2 separate regions of the Capsicum annuum genome follow, and region 1 is linked to region 2. A link is a contact called in public Hi-C data. All regions are on one chromosome and are shown on one strand. The core of a region is the stretch at or near the end of the contact, and the rest is flanking DNA. Distances in the headings are between cores, read along the strand shown.

Evidence for each region. A called contact is a pair of places that touch in the nucleus more often than the background predicts.
Region 1: a Hi-C map of bud shows a contact between it and region 2, with 4 times the contacts expected there. The contact joins the promoter of LOC107852133 here to the promoter of LOC107873509 in region 2. A contact is called at or near these places in 3 of 5 Hi-C or Micro-C datasets (bud, leaf and placenta).

The regions. Positions count from the first base shown.
Region 1 is chr6:18,533,769-18,539,882 of UCD10Xv1.1, forward strand. It overlaps LOC107852133, which reads right to left and starts at 2,874. Exons shown (of 3, transcript XM_016697186.2): 1 at 2,408-2,874. The coding sequence starts at 2,671.
Region 2 is chr6:18,363,178-18,369,831 of UCD10Xv1.1, forward strand. It overlaps LOC107873509 (outer envelope pore protein 16, chloroplastic), which reads right to left and starts at 2,071. Exons shown (of 6, transcript XM_016720379.2): 1 at 1,813-2,071; 2 at 1,667-1,718; 3 at 432-463. The coding sequence starts at 1,926.

The DNA.
Region 1 (6,114 bases), core at 1,624-4,123, 170 kb after region 2:
TATCTATCAAAGACATCAATATCATTTTCAAAAATTTTCATGCATTCAAAAGTGAATTATATTATATGCAAATGAATGAAGAAACTCAAATTATTCCATCTCAAATTCTAATCCTCGGGAAAAATTGTCACTTGTGCTATACTGTTATATCTTTACTTGTTGATGCCCAGAAGTGCCTAGCCCAAGTTGTGTACACCTCCACTATCATACAATTTTAGCTTTGCATACACCTAATACAAAAATAATTGAACAGTTCCATGGCATACAAAACTAAAAATTCAATGAGCATAAACATGAACAAAAATAAACAAGGACTACTCCATTTCAAACGTTAATTGTTCCTGCATAGAATCCTTATGTGTGCTATTCAAGCTCCCTATCTATACATCTAAACTAAAACACTAGACCAATTCCACACCTAACACCCTCTATACAACCTCCAAAACGAACATCGACATTTGTATACACAGAGACGAGGATAATTCCATTTCAAACAATAATCGCTCTGCAGAAAACCATTACCTATTCCATTCAAACAAGCATAAACATAGAATTCACAGAAATGAGAATTATTCCAATTCAAACATCAATTACACCAGATTAAGCTACCATTTTGCCATAGGTTTTGAAATTGAAACTTCAAACAGGAAAATTTGAGTTTTCGAAGTTGTGTTTGAACATGCATTTTACTTGGAAAAAAATTGAAGATCAAATTCTCAAAATCTGATCATGGCTAAACAAATACTCCATTTGAAGACAAACTTTCAAAAACTACTCTCAAAATCTATGGTCAAATGCTAGCTAAATATTCATTTTTACTGTTCAAGCTTACTGTGCACACACCTAGAATAAAAAACTTACAAACTTTCTCCAAATTCTACTCAAAAAGCATAATACCCTCTATACTAACATTTTGTATACACAAAGACAAGGATAATTCCATTTCAAACAATAATCACTCTGCAGAAAACCATTATCTGTTCTATTTAAGCTTCGCTCATATGCACAGAAATGAGGAGTACTCCAATTCAAACATTAGTTGCTCCTGACTAATTATTTCTCTGTACTGTTCACGCTAGAGAATTTAACAATTTCATAGCTAAAACCTCCAAATTCCACAAAAGGACCAAAATCGAACGCCGATAAACTCCAACAAGTATACAATACCTACTGTAATCCTATCTATTTTATTCAAGCTTGGGTCATACGCACAGAAATGAGAGATTACTCCAATTCAAACATCAATTGATCCGAATTAACTATTTGTCTGTATTGTTCAAGCTAGAATTTAACAATTTCACAGCTAAAACCTCCAAATTCTACACAAAGAAGAGGAGATAATTCCATTTCAAACAGTAATCACTCTGCAGAAAACCGTTATCTGTTGTATTTAAGCTTCGCTCATACGCACAGAAATGAGGACTACTCCAATCCAAACAATAATTGCTCCAGATTAACTATTTTATGAACTGTTCAAGCTAGAATTTAACAATTTCACAGCCAAAACCTCCAAATTCTACACTAAAAGCAGCAAACTCAATCATAGATAAACTCCAATATGTAAAGAATACTCACTGAAATCCTACCAATAAGAAGAGCGAAAACGGAGAAACCGGAATCATTATCACTGCTATACCTAGACTCCGCACCAACGCCAGAACATTTGTATATGCAGAAACAAGGATAAGTCCATTTCAAACAATTATCTTTCTGCAGAAAACAGTTATCTCTTCTATTCAAACTTCACTTATATTCACCTTGACCAACTAACATACACATATTTATTTACAGAAATGAGATTTATTCCAATTCAAATATCAATTTCTTCAGATTAAGCTCCTGTTTGTCCATATATTTTGAAATTTAAACTTGAAATTAAAAATTAGAATTTCGGAAGTTGTGCTTTTTCGAATATGAATTTGTGTTTGGACAAGATCAAAATCAAATTCATGGCTAAACAGATACTCCATTTGATAAATTTTGAAAAAATACTCTCAAAATCTATGGCCAAACAATAAACTAAACAATTTCATGGCTAAAAAAAACTCCAAATTATATACAAAAAGCGCAAGAAGAGCTAGATCAAACACTCCATTTGATAAATTTTCAAAAAACTACTCTCAAAATCTATGATCAAATGGTAGCTAAACATTCGCTTTTAAGCTTAACAATTTCATAGCTAAAACCTTCATATTTTACACAAAATCAAACGTCGACAAACTCCAACGCATACAGAATACTCACCTCAAACCTATCAGCAAGCTCCAGTTGATAAATTTACAAAAACTACTCTCAAAATCTATGGTCAAACGCTAGCTAAACATTCATTATTCGTTTGTAAAATTAACAATTTCATAGCTAAAACCTCAAAATTTTACATAAAAAGCAACATATACAGAATACTCACCGTAATTCTATCAGCAAGAAGAGCGAAATCAGAGAAACCGGAATCATTATCACTACTACACCAAGACTCCGCACTAGCACTACTACTTTCCAGAAACTCGCTAACCATAGCAGCCAAATCCGGTTCACTATCATGACTATAACAACCGCCGCTGCCGCTGCCGCTGCCGCTGCCGGCTCCAACTCCGTCGCCTCTGTTAAACCAATTTCCGCCGCTTCCGCCGCCGTCAACAACCACCGGAGCTCGCCGTTCATGACTTCTCATCTCCGGCCAAAAAAACTAATTTGGATTTATTTATTTTTTTGAAACAAGAGAAAGCGTCAATAAAGGCGAGCGGGAATTGAAAAGCTTTTCAGCTTAAAGCTTTCTATTATGAATGATCTCGATAGTTCGTTCTTAAAAAGGAGAAAAAAGAAAAGATAATTAATTTGGTACAGCGAATATTAATAGTAAACAGCTGTAACATTAAAAAAATGTATATCCAATTGTGTAGGCAACAAGTTTCAAATATTCTAGATGTTCCGAAATGAGCGGTTACTATTATAATTACCTGAAATTGAAACTCTTTTTCTTTTCTTTTTTTATCTTATGTTGAATAGTCAAAAAATTATACTCCTATTTTTAATAAATCTTTAGATATTTTAAAGTTTTAACTACAATTGGAGATTTCGTAATTATCAAAAAAAAAAAAAAAAAAAGTTCGACACAATTGAATTTGGTAAAAAAAAGAAAACAAACTCCATCCATATCTTTTGTATTTTTTAAAAAAAAAATATTAATTATGACTTTTAAATTAAAATATTTGTAGTTTTTAATAATTATTATTATTAAAAATAAAAAAATACTTTAAGCTTGTAAGGTGATAAATAACTTGGCGTGACTATCTTTAAAAATTATGATAAATAATTTAAGGTAAATCAGTAATTTATATAATTTTTAAATTGACGTATGCGTTCGACTGAAAATCAAATGCATTCAATCTCCAACAACTTCTCAATGATTCTTCAACGATACAGAAAATGTTTTGATAGTAATTTCATTATTGATAATGTTATAGATTTACAATCATAAACTAATAAAGAAATCATTCAATAATAACGCATCAATACTTGATGTTGTTGGCTTGAGAAAAATATTTATTAGAACTGTTTTATTGATTTATTTTATGTTTAATTCATCAAAAAAAATTAAAAAATATTTTTTAAAAAATAAACTATCTAATTAAAATAGGTAAAAATAAGTTCTACAATTAGCATTCTACATTATCTTTATCTCTTCATCTTTCAATATACCACGTTTTCACGAGTTTGGAATCTAAAGGGCAAATTTTTTTTTTTATCAAAAATTTTAAAGGAGAATATATCAAAATTGAAAATACCAAAATGGACAAGGTAAACATAGGTGATTGCCTTGTCCATTAAAAGTTAACGTCGCTTGGTTATATGTTAAAGTGCAATTCTATTAATAATAAATATTATCTAATTAGAATTCAAATTTTTAATTTTATTATAATTATTTAATTATAACAAGATATCTTTATTTATATAATAACAGATACAATATAGTAAATCGAGGTACCCCTTCTATGATAAATTTGAACCTTTCATCTATTTTTGTGTTGTTAATATGCCTAGTCTTTCCGGCAATTGCAATGGCTTCTTTATTTATTTATGTTCAAAAAAACAAGATTGTTTAGATCCTCTGGACCCAATCTCATTCATTTTCTTTTTTTTTGAAAACGTGATTTTACCTTACAAAGTAAATTGACTCGTTTATCTTATTCAACTGTATGAATGTAAGGAGACTATTTTACGTTACAATGTAATATTGGTCCCTTACCTTATAAATTGTAAACCGCCCAGTTCATTCATTGTTTATTCATATTACTTATTTTTTTTACCTGTTTCACTCTCTTCATTCATATTACTTGAGTGTTTTTCTTGTTCTTGTTCAACGTGTATTTCATAAAAAAATTATGCACTTTAAGGTATGAAATAATTATATAAAAATGTGACTAAAATATACCTTAAAGTACAGAATTTTGATGAAATACACTCTGAACAAAAACAAGAACGATGAATGAAATTGGAGATTTGTAAAAAAATAAAAAATTAACATTGTAAGAAACAAATATTACCTTGTAAGGTAAAATAGTATCCTTGCCTTCACTATAATTGAAATAAATTCTTTACTAAATACTTCCTTCCTTCATAACTTGTTCACTTTTGACTTACATATGCTTTATGAAACAATAAATAGATGGGTGGTTTTAGTATATCACCCTTTGAATATAATAAACTTTTGATTTTGAAAAATGCAATGAGTGATGTATTATGTTTAATATTAAGGATAAAATAGGTAAAAATAAATAAATTATTAGTTAATTTCATAAATTGGACAAGTATTATTATACATCCAAAATAGAAAAGTAAATAAATAAAGATCGGAGAAAGTACATCGATGTCATTAAATTTTCAACTCTTACCAACTTTTTCAATCAAAGAATAAAGTCAGCGGGTCCATTTACCTTGTATGTAATCAATCGGCGTTAACTTTTAATGGACAAGATAATCACCTGTGTTTACCTTATTCATTTTGGTATTTTTCAATTTTGATATGTCCCTTTGAAAATTTTTATTAAAAAAATTATCCTTTAGGCTCCAAACTCTCGTTTTTACTCTCTCTAACATCTCACATCTCATAATGTTATTCTAAATTATGCACAAATATTTTTAAAATAATATTTTTTATTTAAAAACACATAAATAAGTAAAAATTTCATTTATTCTTCTAAACAGTTTTTTGCAGGACATAAATACTTATTTGTGTATCATATATCCAAGTTACGTCACTCATGGCTTTAATCTTTAAAAAACTTATAGTTCATCATTGTATGAGACTTAAATTCAATCGTTGAAAGATAAAAATTTAAAAATTATCAATTTTAATGATAATTTATGCAATTTCAACATCTTCCTTCTTGCGCTGCCTTTAAAATTTTACATACTTTTTTTTATATCAACAATTATGTATTGTCGAGCTCTTTATACTAAACAGCTTGAGTAGGTTTAGTTTAATTTACAACTTATTTTAAGTACCTCCTTTTTTCATTTTTAAATTTTCTTGAAAAGTGAAATAATGGAAGAGAATTCAAAATATATTATTTATAAAGTAAAAAAGAAAAAGAAACAAACAACAATGCGCTATGCTTTTATGAAAATGTTCCCCTAAACGTAAGTCTAGCTGCCCAAGCGGTGGCTGTCACTTTCATAGTACGTTATTATGGACATGTAATTTTATTGTACTTTTTCTCTTCTTAATTTATGTATTATAATTCATGAAAATAATATTTAAGATAATAATACACGTGTCTTCAAATATATTGCGTGAAATTTTAAATTCAAAAAAAAAAAAAAAACTGCACTAAATACAGTAATATAATTTTCTAAGACAGATAAAAAGAAAAATAAAATGTATAAATTGAGACAAATGACTATCTAGTATTTGGTGGCGGAGCCAGGATTGACATCAAAGGGGCCAGGATTGACATCAAAGGGTTCACAAGTGAATATACGAACTAACCAAAGGAGATTCGATATCTACTATATATACATAAACAATAATTTTAACTATGTATATATAGTATAATTTTTCATCGAAGTAGCTCTGCCCGTGCTAGTACTAACTATGTAGAATTGTGAAAAACA
Region 2 (6,654 bases), core at 821-3,320:
TGTATACTATCTACCTTTCCCGGACCCCACTTTGTCATACACTGGGCATGTTGTTGTTGTTTATTTTAGGAGCAGTCAAGAGACAATAAAGAGCAGCAAATAATGTTCTGTTGTTTCTGTTTATCAGTAGGACAAAAAGAATGATAGAGATTTAAGACTTCATTTTCTAAATTGGCAATCTCATGGTATAGAACACAATATGCAAAGAGGACTAAGAGCCATATTTGTCCAAATTGAGATTTATCAGCTTCAATAATGGCAAGGAATACCTTCTTCACAAATCACACCTTGCAGGTGCCTAACAAATCTATGAGAGGAGGATGAAATCATTAAGCCAATATTATTAGAAAACATCTCCCTTATATAGAACTGAATAAACAACTCTAAAACGATCAACTTGAATTTTACACAAATATAATAAATGATCTCACCGATTTCTCAAAGTTGTGATTCGAAACACTACCTGCAAAGACCATGTCGATTGCAAAATAGTGAGCTGAATACTGTAGTTATTTCTATACATAAAATCTTGCAACTTTAAAACATAGGAATTTACACTTTACCATAACACGAGAAAGGAATCAAAGAACAAAAAGAGGATATCGGATTTTCCCCTCAACTACTAATGGTGATGATGCTTAATGTGGTCATTGAAACAAAACGATAAAAGAATAAACCTTTACCAATAAATCAGCCACTATAACATCTCCTAGTGATCAATGAATGAAGTAGGTCGCGAACCATGAGGTCTCAGGTTCTAATCTCAGTAGAGATGAAAAACACTTAGTGAAATCTTACTAACCTTAGCAGATAGAGCTACCTCGTACATGTTCTTGGTGTGAGATGGATGATATCTCATGAAATTAGCCGAGGTGCATAAAAGCGGGCCGCGACACCAAAGTTGTCAAAAAAAAATCGGCCACTATACTTTTCAGGAAATGACATCAATACCATGGATCATTCATTTGTCTTGCCGTACCACTGTCATTAGTACGGTATGGTTGTGGGAATTTCATCTACATTAGTCGACACATGCTGAAATATCCAATATAATGAGGGAATACAGTATGGGATACAGGATTAGTTATACCTATATATAAACCCCCATTAAGTTCATTAACATAGGTCATTAGGGGCAATTGAGAACTCTTAGTCATTCCAAACATATAATACTGACCAAAGGTTAATGCATTAAAATCCTAGCTAACCTGCTAATTGGAATTAACTTTGCACATAAAAATCAATAGTTTGAAATTGGATATTCAATAAACGGAAGCAGAGAACTAAAACACAACAGAAAAACCAACCTCTTTTGACAATTTCATAAGTTTCTTTTGCAACAGTTTTGGTGGCAGCACCTCAAGTTGTTTTCACTTTTTTCATTTCAATTACCCGCAACAATTCCAAGACGACTCCAATTTTTATTCATGGCCAAACACAACTCTAATGTTCAAATATCATTTTTCATTTTGAAAACAAAAACTTTCTTTTCTTCAAATACTCACAATTTTTCATGGCCAAACACACACCCCAATAGTCACTCCAATCTCATAATACTTATTAAAGATGAATGATATACTTGCTACAGAAATTATCTTTGCACATAAAAGTCAACAATTTGAAATTGGGTATTTCAAGAAATGGAAACAGAGTTCTAAAATCAAACCTCTTTTGACAATTTCATAAGTTTCTTCAGCAACAGTTTTGGTAGCAGCAACCTTAAGCAAGTAAAATTATGGTAAAAATTAAGGTAATAATCAATGAATTTGAGATAATAATCAGAGAGAGAGAGAGAGAGAGAGAGAGAATTACAGTGCCGATCTTCAAGAAAGCATCAACAGTATGATTAAGAAAAGGGTTTCCCATATCAATGACAACATCCACCTTCGGAGAAATCAATGATCCTGCAAATCTACTCCTCGGCATCTTTGTTGTTTTTTGTTTCTTGTTCTACCTTCTACACTCGCAGGTAGTCCACTCACTTCTACAGAGTAAAGGATCCAATCCAATATTTTCTTTTTATCTTTTTTGCTTGTTTGGCCTTTTCCAATGCATGCAAATACCAATGATACCGGCAACAAGCTGTTTTTTTTTTTTTTTTTAACATGATCTATTAAATTTATATTAAATATTATTTTTATTTATTTAAATTAATTAATTTTATTAAATTATTGAGGATGAAATTGAAAAAAGATATTAAATTATTTTTTATAAATATGTCAATTATTTTAAGATAATTTTTTTTAATAAATATACCAAGTAATATGGACAGATGGGGTACTTTTTTGGGGTGAAAATATTTTCTTCACCAATTTTACTTTAAAAATCAAATTCTCCTCAACTTTGAGCAATAAACCAACTTCCATTTTATTCTAATTATGATTTTAAAATACTTATTGTATTCTTTTATTATCAACTTTTTTTTTACTTTTTTAAAAATTATGATACTTTTATTCTTTTAAATTCATGTAACAATTGTTTTACAAAAAAAACTGAGAGATACTAATTAAGTATATAAGCTAATGATGTTCTATAATAAAGTAAATTAGCATAACGAGGAATTTTTTTTATTAATAATGACAAAACTCTAATATTTATTTACTCGAGTGAAAATATTAGGTAATAATAACTATACAAATATATTTTGATGCAGTAAAATACAAAATAATCAATTAAATTAAGGTCATTTTTTAATTATTATATTTATTTAGATTTTAAATTATTTTAAACAATAATTTATGTAATACTCTATAATGACAATCAAAACTTGTTTATTTATATTGACAATAGAGATACTCCTGTCATTTCATATTTCTTGATTGTCTTACTAAAAATAGTTATTTTAATTTACATGTCCAAATTATAAAATCAAGAGAATTTTTAATATATTTTTTTTTAATTCTACTGTTAGTGTTAAGTAATTGCATAAAATAGTAGTACTTAAATTTAAAATTTTGAAGCATTATTAATAAGGTTAGTTTAGTAAAAATGCACCTCTAATTGAAATTTTCTTAAGGGGTGTGTCATATCAAGAATAACCAAGTAATATGAGAAATCCAACTCCAACTTCAATTTCAACTTCGACTCCAACTCTAACTTCAAAAATTTTAGTTTTCATGGCCGAACACCCACTTATTTTATAATAGATTTAAAGGGAAGTATATATGGGTCAAACCTTATTGGTTTATAAATTGAGAATTGTTTAAAATAACGATCTTAAAAGTGACATTAAATTTTGTGATAAATTCATAATAGTATTATTTTACTTATACTGTTAATGAACTTAAGTAAAAAGTTATAAATACCTAGGTTAAAAAAAACTATATATAATATAAAGAGGTATTACATGAATATATTTGATATAATAAGAATAAAATGGATGTTCAGTAGGATGGGGAGGGGGGCGGTGGGGGAGTTTGATTATTGTTCAAAGTTGAGGGGAGTTTTAAAGCAAAGTTAAGGGTGATTTTCACCCTTTTTTCTTCTTTTCCTTATTTTTTTAACTATATAAACGAAGGAGTCGTTTGGTGTGAGCCATGAGATATAAGGTGTAAAGTCTCGGGATAAAATGCATGATTATTTTGTTCTATGTTTGGTTAGAGAGTTAGTTAGTATTGAGATTATTTATCTCATCACTTATATCTTAATGATTGAATAAGTTATCCTATATATAAATAGTGGAGAAAGTGGTCTACTATCCCTTCAATCTTTACCCGAAATTTCAATTACACACTCAACCTTCACGAGGGTCCTATCACCCCCCTGAACTATTTAAAAATAAAATTATTTGCTCCCTAAACACTGAGGTAGCAAAGTGAGTGCATTTCACTCTCTTTGAGAGAGTGAGCACAAAGGGAATATATTAAAATTTTATTTTTAATATTTCTTTACATAAATATATTTAATTTTAATTATCAATTTTTATTATTCATTTTCTTTTTTTCTTTCCTCCTCCTCCTCCTCCTCCTCCTTCTTCTTCTCAAAACAAAAGCTTCAAGAACTCATTAATGACATCCAACATTAATCTCTTATCTTCCTCATCTTCAATGAATCTCTTTTATGTTCCAATTTAATTCATTAATGCGCCCAAGTACAAAACCCACAAATTATTTATTTAATTTTTAAAAATCAAAATTCAATACAAAGATAAAATTTTTGTAGCAATTAATTATCAAGAAACTAAAAGGATAAGCAAATCTAAAATAAAATTAACTAGAGGGGTAAAGATTGAGATTAAATAAATTCCAACAATCCTAGAAATCTTCATCATCTTCTTCGCTCCTTTATATAAATCCTCAAAAATACATAACAACACATTCTCCACCGACGCCGCCTTTCTCAATCCACCTCATCTAGTCCCCGAATTCGGTACACCAAAATTTTTTGTAGCAATTAGTATCCAGTACTTCCTCAAAATACAAATTGTAAATTCGATGCTTGAAATTCGAATGATGTTTATTTGACGCCATCTTATTCACCATCTTGGTGTCTCTCCGATCATTGGAAAAATGAAAGGTAAGAAAATTATAGAGAAAAAGAAAAGAGAAAAGGTAATGGAAAAGAAAATAAAAAAAAAGAAGAAGAGATATATTAAGGAAAAATTGATACCAGTCAAATGACCGCCTTAGCTTTCGATGACATCCTTCAAAGTCACTACGTGAAGAATCAATATTTGGTTATATAGAGGGTGTGGGATCATACGTGGAGGGGTCGTTTTGAGCACGACTTAAAGCAATCCCATGTGTGGAAGGTTGCTTGGATGCTTACATTGATGTTAACCCGAGAAACACAAGCCTTGAAGTATGAACCATACTCGGTTTTGAGAGCATTGAAGAGGCGCCATTCATTCAAGTTATTACACACCTTGGATGCCCTTTCATTAAGGGTATTTTGGACATTGCACATGGTGTATTTACACACCATGGCCACCCCTCTCATTAAGGACAAAGTGATCTTTTTTCCTTCTTTTGTAATATGTTATAAGTAGGACATTTTATGTCTTCTCTTTTTAGTTTATGAATGATGAATGTGTGAAACATTGCAAATCCTATCTCTTGAGAGTAGAACACCTTAGTGTAGTTCTTAGACAGGGCTTGAAAAAAGCTATCTTAGTAGAGGGCTTGTAAAAGCTAATATTGACATTTGTTTGGAAACGGTGGATCTTGAGGTGAGTTGATTCCCTTGGTGGTCACCGTAAGAGTGTAGTTTTGATTATTACATTCATTAGGGGTTAGTGTTGAAATACACTTGGTTCTTAATTTGTAATAATCTTTGTCTCACTATCTATCCTTTACTTTCTTGTAATCTTGTTGTGTTGTTCTTGTTTCCTACTCTCGGCTTTGTGGCATTCTTGTAGCCGAAGTTGTTATTCTTCCTGTTCTTCATTTTATGTGTTGTTAATCTAGGTTGGTTGGCTGTAAAATAGGTTTTAAACACTTTGTTATCATCTCTTTGTTGTTATTATTATGAATCCGAGAGTGGTCACCAAATAGGTCCTCGGATTTCTTGAACTAGTGGACTGATTTTGGTGTATGTTTCGTGTTTCCCTTGTGTTTCTTGTATAAAAAAATTATTTTTTTATATAAAAATATAATATTACATGAATATTAGTGGCAGACGCGTGTTGATAGCTTCTCAATACATATCTGGGTGTGCGTTTGTAAGGGGATGATAATTTTATTTTTAAATAGTTCGAGGGGGGGGGGGTGATAGGACCCTGTGAAGGTTAAGTGTGTAGTTACGATTTCAGATAAAGATTGAGGGATAATAGACCATTTTCTCAAAAATGGTGGGATAACTTATTCCAGATAGCTAATTCCAGAATAACTTGTTCCCAACCAAACGATCCCTAATGGTTACTCGATGATAGTACAGTCAAATCTCTAAATATGATAGTGTTTGTCCGAAAATTTTATGGCTGCTACAAGAGGTGTTGTATATATGTATACTAGCATCTAATATTCAGATCTCATTTAGTTGTTATAAACAAAAGTAAGTAAAATTAGAAAGAACATGAATATAAAAAAGGCAAGCTTTAATAGTCTTTTCCTCGTAAAGTTATGAGATAGTTGATGTGCACCATTTAAATATAATTTTTTCCTTTATAATAGATACTCATACTTGAAATTTAATGTGTACTTTATTTCTAACATAATATATTTCTTACAAAATACTATTACATAACATTTGAGTATTCTATTATAGAAAGGTAAATTTTGCAAAGAATGTATCACTATAATAAACAACATTGTTATTATAGGTAGAATATAGTAATAGAGAAGTAAAATATAATATGAAAAATCAGTTTCAGAGAAAATCAGGCCGTTATAATGAAATATCGTTATAACGATGTGACATTATAGAGAGGTCTGAATGTATAGTGATACATGAATTAGTAATGAGGGAGTCACGATCCAAGACTAAGCTCCGAACATAATAGACACTCAAGATTAATGAAGGTCCGAGAGAATCTTTTAGCATATAATCATGAGCATTTCAATATCAAGTCGAGTCAAATGTATTCATTTTTAAATATTTTAATATTTTATTTAATAAGAGTTTACCTTATTTTATTTTAATTTGTTTATAAAATTTAGCTCATGCTTTTAGCTTCCATAATTTTTTTTAATCAAAGTTTAGCTTTCTTAGTTTTGT